Regions from separate parts of the Zea mays genome. Here region 1 is linked to region 2. The links are chromatin contacts, called in public Hi-C maps. All regions are on one chromosome and are shown on one strand. The core of a region is the stretch at or near the end of the contact, and the rest is flanking DNA. Distances in the headings are between cores, read along the strand shown.

Evidence for each region. Hi-C and Micro-C count contacts between places; a contact is called where the count stands out from the background.
Region 1: a contact with region 2 is called in a Hi-C map of ear, with 2.3 times the contacts expected there. The contact joins the promoter of LOC100276605 here to the enhancer-like site in region 2. A contact is called at or near these places in 2 of 25 Hi-C or Micro-C datasets (ear and tassel).

What each region holds. Positions count from the first base shown.
Region 1 is chr4:242,272,258-242,274,957 of Zm-B73-REFERENCE-NAM-5.0, forward strand. LOC100276605 (Non-structural maintenance of chromosomes element 4 homolog A) reads left to right here and starts at 1,443. Exons shown (of 7, transcript NM_001150354.2): 1 at 1,443-1,846; 2 at 1,962-2,042. The coding sequence starts at 1,747.
Region 2 is chr4:242,058,136-242,060,835 of Zm-B73-REFERENCE-NAM-5.0, forward strand. LOC100275773 reads left to right here. Exons shown (of 9, transcript NM_001350156.1): 9 at 1-172. Among protein-coding and RNA genes, the nearest start is that of LOC111591414, 15 kb to the left of the region's middle. Within about 2 kb of position 1,301, at least 19 of the 20 cell types and tissues checked have an H3K27ac peak or open chromatin away from gene starts, as enhancers often do. A contact at or near this core is called in ear and tassel, where this site is marked.

The sequences.
Region 1 (2,700 bases), core at 193-2,692, 210 kb after region 2:
CCCTGTCCACTCAACTGGCAGGCGGCACCCAAGCCATCTTACAGGCGGCCAGGGCCGGTCCTGACATTTCGGGGGCCCCAAGCGGAAATTTATACGGAGGCCTTATACGAAAATTTGAGTCTGCTATTTTTTCAACTTTTAAATAATATCTGAAAAATAAAAGAAGTTAAAGATTTACACAATTTTATTCAAAATGATATGACTGTAGACGTTGTTACATTATTTTATGAGTCATAAAATTATACAAATTATGTAATATAACTCTACATTTGTTTTGACTTTTGAGAGAGTATTTTTACTTTTAATTTGTCAAACTAGCATAAACCTTAAAATGCATAGTAAACCAAATCTAAATATATTAGAGCAAATCTTCTGAAAACAAAGTTCAGCAAACTAAACTAGGATTAAACAATGTAGGTTATTAGGGTCGGCCCTCCGGTGGATAGAATTAAGCAACGCGACAGGCACAGGTGTACAACACCTTCAGTCCTTCCCACGTCAATTTTAGTATTTGTCATTAAGCAGACTGTTGCGCGATATCGAAGAGATGATTGATAGAAAATAAAAGAGACGCAACAAAAGAATGAGAATAAAAATTTATCGTATATGTATTTGGATATAAGATAGATAAACGGGGGCCCTACGGACCTTGGGGGCCCTGAGCGGTGGCATACCCTGCACACCCTCAGGGCCGGCCCTGCAGGCGGCGTGTCAGGCTATTCCCGTTGGCCAACAGTATACCTACGTCGTGGCATGCGCCGCACCCATCATGACTCGCGCGTTACCGAGGGCGCTGCAGCAAGATATCTATACTGAACGCATTACGGATATCAAGGTGCACGGAGATTACATGGGTCGGGCAAGCAGTAGTTCCATCCTTCCATTTGTCTCTGGGCCCACTTGTCGGGGCTCAGAACCCTTGTACATGCCCCCTTTGAACTATAAAAGGGGAGGCATGCAGATAGGCTCACTTAGACCCAAGTGATTCTAGGCAACTCAAACTCTCAAGCAATACATCACACGGTGGAGTAGGGTATTACGCTCTGGCGGCCCGAACCACTCTAAATCCTTGTGTGTTCTTGTGTTCTTCCCATTTTCCAACTAACGAGCAAAACGCTTAGGCCCCTCCTCATCTTAGGATTTATAGCGGATGCACTCCGCCACTCGGCCGGAGATTTTCTCTCCGACAGTGTGAAATTAACTTTTTAAGTTTAATTAACAGATAACAATGTGTATTATGACACTATAAATATTGTACTATTTTTTAACTTTAAAAATTGATGTATAAAAATCAAATATCACACTTATAAAATATAAAGGGACTGAATAGGAGGAATTGTTGGAGAGGAGGTCAAAGAGGAGGAATAAAAGATATATTTAAAAATGAATAGAAGATACAAATAGCGGGAGATGAGAGGGAGACATTTAAAAATGAAAAGAAGGCACAAATACGGAGAGACGAGAGGGGTAATTGTTGAAATCGGTAACTATAGGAGCGGGTCGCCGCAATGCGCACGGCAGCCCTCTTCCTCGGGAAGATTTCAAATCCCCGCGGCCTCTTCCATCTTCTGCTCGGCACGGCACTCCGGCTGCCCGAAAAATTTCGCACATCCCAGATTCCCGCCCGCTCTGGTTCGCGCCCTCGTCTGGTTCCCTTGCCAACCCGGTCATTCAACGTCGCAGCCACCCCGCGCGGCTAGGGCTGGGACTCGAGGCCTAGGGTTTGGCTGTAAGTTTGGTAACACGATGGCGGGGGCCGCGGGGGAGAGCAGCGGCGAGCGGCAGGGGACGGTGGAGCGGCGGATGCTGCGGTCGCGGTACCACGCCGTGAAGAACATCATCAGCGGTAGGCGGCCTCTCGCGCTCTCTCTTGTCTTGTCCGCTCCGGCTCGACCGGGTTTGGGTCCATTTCGGGTTTGGGGTGTGGTTTTGACCTCTGAGGGAGTCTTGTTTGTGCGCAGATGAGCGGGATGAGATGTCGAGGGCGGATTCGGACAGGTTCACAGCCATCATCCAGCAGGTGGATTGCCTACACGAGCTCGGTAAGCATCGTCTCTCTGTTGCTTGTGAACGACTGCGTTTTTTTTCCATTTCAGAAAGCAAGTGTGTTGAACTTTGAAGAGTCGTGAGGTGAAAAACTTTTGCTTGGACTTGCTGCATGATTTTCGATTTAGGAATTGTTTTTACCATTTCAATGGTGTGCCTGGTTACTGTAAAAATGTTTTCTGGGGTGTTTGCAGCATGTTTTAGGAACAATAACATCAGAAGTAGGGTACAAAATGGCTTCAATTGAATGGAACTGCTTTCTTTGGACTTCTTTTTAATTGTTAACAAGCTCAGTTTCCGCTAGCCCACAAGTTGTTTGCTTTTGTTCCTTTCAATAGTGCCCCACTCAATCTGAATGCTTTGGTAGCTTACGTGGGACCAAGATTAACCAGCTTACAGATAGATTCACTCTAGACCTTCAAAATGCATGTTCCCTAATCAAGAATAGCTGTTGATATTCACGCTGAATTTGAAATATTTGGATATTTGTGAACTCATTTGTCAGTCTGTTATCTTGGTGATGGTATTGTATTATTCATATTCCTATTTCAAATCTACTAGATGCCATTTTGTTGCAAATACTTAATTGAGCGTCAGTATATAGCAATAGCAGAGAACTGTTAAGTATAATCTATAGACTTTGATGCCTCTCTT
Region 2 (2,700 bases), core at 51-2,550:
CCTTTGCTGCGAGTTGGAGGTACTAATTAGGATGTAATCTCCAAGCCTACTCATTTTTTTTGGCCCTTGATAACGTCCACGAGTATGTAATAGGGACTGGTGAATCATACGTTGTAAACATTTCTTCATCCCGTTTTGCTAAATGGCTCGTCATGTCAACCCTCTATTGGATCAACTGTATTGTGCTCATCCTTATAGACATGCTTGTTTGCAACTTTTTTCGTTGGTCAAGGTTTTGCCACTCTCAGGACGATTATTGTCAGAATTTATTTGCAACATGTTTTGGCCCAGTTGTTATCTCAGCATATTAGCTTTTATTTGACGAACTTCTCGTTGAAATTAAAAATGATGTTTTATTAAAATAGTTTTTTTTTGAACTTTTTCAAAAACTACCTATATACTGGATCTAAGATTTTTCATTTTTTTTTAAAAAAAATGAAGCAGTCAAAACCACATGAATCAACTAGGATATAACTTACGGTAAGTTCTCCGACGTGGATCGATACGGACCAGTTAGTATCTATCGTTTTGGCTCTAACGAGATCGATATGGACCAGTTTGGCTTTTAATGTTGCTGATGATACCGACCGGCCGGCTGAATGGACGTCGGATTAAAATAATCGGCTCCGACGGTCGACGTGGGCTCCGTCACGTAACGTAAACGACGGTTGGAAGTCGACCAGCTAGCCCCTCCTTATTTAAAACCAGGCTGCATACTCTTTATTTTGTGGCGCAGAGAGGTGGGTCAGTCACATCCCATATATATATATGTATGCCGTGCCGGGCTGCATGCAATTATTGTGCGGTGATGTACGAAGAGCGCATACATATGCATGCATCCATCCATCCATCCACCATCCACGTCTGCGCTCTGCGCTGCGCGTCGTGTTGTGTTGTTCCGCTTCCGTATGGGCTGCTGTTTCGGCTGCTAGTTCTAGCTGACCGCGACACGCCCGGCTCGTGTTTCATGCATCTCTTGTACGTTCCGGCTGGTCCCCGCCGCACAGGCACAGGGCTGGCCCGGCCGGCCGGCGCTAGCAGTTCGCGTACTGCCGCCGAGAGAGCCTTGTGTTGCGCATGGGCGGGCGTCGTGTGACATGCACGCGAGTCGTTCCAACGAGCAATTGACAAGTGCAGTGCAGTGCATGAGGCATCCCACGCGGGGAAATCCGCGTCCGCCCAATGGGCGAGCCAGCCAGCTAGGGATAAGGTTTGGGGATGGGTGTGGGCCGTGCATCGCCTCCCCGTTTGTCCTCTCCGCCCGCGTCAGCTCCTCAGCTCCTCCGATCTGTCTACAAGCGGGCCCAGCGCCGTGTCGCCACTCCACACGCCACGTGCCCACGTGCATGGATGGGCCTGCCCAAACCTTATCATGCACTGTCCAGGAACGGGCGCCACTTGGACAGTGATCGAACGCTCCAATTGAAGCCGGATCCCTTGGAATTTCCATATACTTCCCCTCCTTGCTTGCTTGAAAGTGCTATTTCTATGTCCACCAAACCAGTCCTTGTGTTAGTGTTGAACATCATCAAAAATGTCGGACGGTCCAACTATAGAGAATTTGTTAGCTGTCGACTAAAAACAGGTCCAGCCCTATATATATATATATATACTGTATTTATATATTACACCTGGGTGCATTCAATATAGAGAATGCGCCCAGGCCGAACCTATGTGCCAGGTTCGAGCCAACCGTCTCACCCAGGCCGGTTTCGTCCCTCCCGCACGCTCCGGACAGAACCTTTTCATTTTCCCGCCCCCGCCCCTCTTTCTCCGTGAACGGCTCCTCCGCGAACGGCTCAACCTCATCACATAAGTTGCAATCACACCAGACTTGCAGTTGCAATTATACCAGACAGCAGTTGCAATCATTGTTTTGTTTAACAGATTTTTGGACATAGTTATATAGAAGTTGCAATCACACCAGACCAGCAGTTGCAATTACACCAGGCAGCAGTTGCAATCATTGTTTGTTTAACAGATTTTTGGACATAGTTATATAGAAGTTGCAATCACACCAGATCAGAAGTTGCAATTACACCAGACAGCAGTTGCAATTATTGTTTGTTTAACATATTTTTGGACATAGTTATATAGAAGTTGCAATCACAACAGACCCACAGTTGTAATTACACCAGACCAGTAGTTGCAATCTTGTTTGTTTAACAGATTTTTGGACATAGTTATATAGAAGTTGCAATCACACCAGACCAGCAGTTGCAATTACACCAGACCAGCAGTTGCAATCATATTTTTTAACAAAATTTCTCAGAGTTATTCAGTACTTGCAATCACATAAGAGCAACTCAGCAGTTGCATCCACACTACACCAGCAGTTGCAATTACAACACACCATTGGTTGCAATCATTTTGTTTATATTTTTTAACAGATATTTGAGTAAAATTATACAACAGTTGCAATCACACATAATGCGGGCTTGCAATCCCACCTAATGCGGGGGACAGGGAGGCACGCAGACATAGAGGCGCGCGGCGGCGCGGGGACAGGGAGGCGCGCGGCGGCGCGAGGACAGGGAGGCGCTCGGCGGCGGTGGGATCTAGGTTTAGAGGATCGGAGGAAGAAGGAGGAGACGACGGCGGCGCGGGGATAGGGATGCGCGCGGCGGCGGCGGGGAGGCGCGCGAAACAGGACTTACGCCTGGGTGCATTCAATATAGAGAATGCACCCAGGTGCATTTT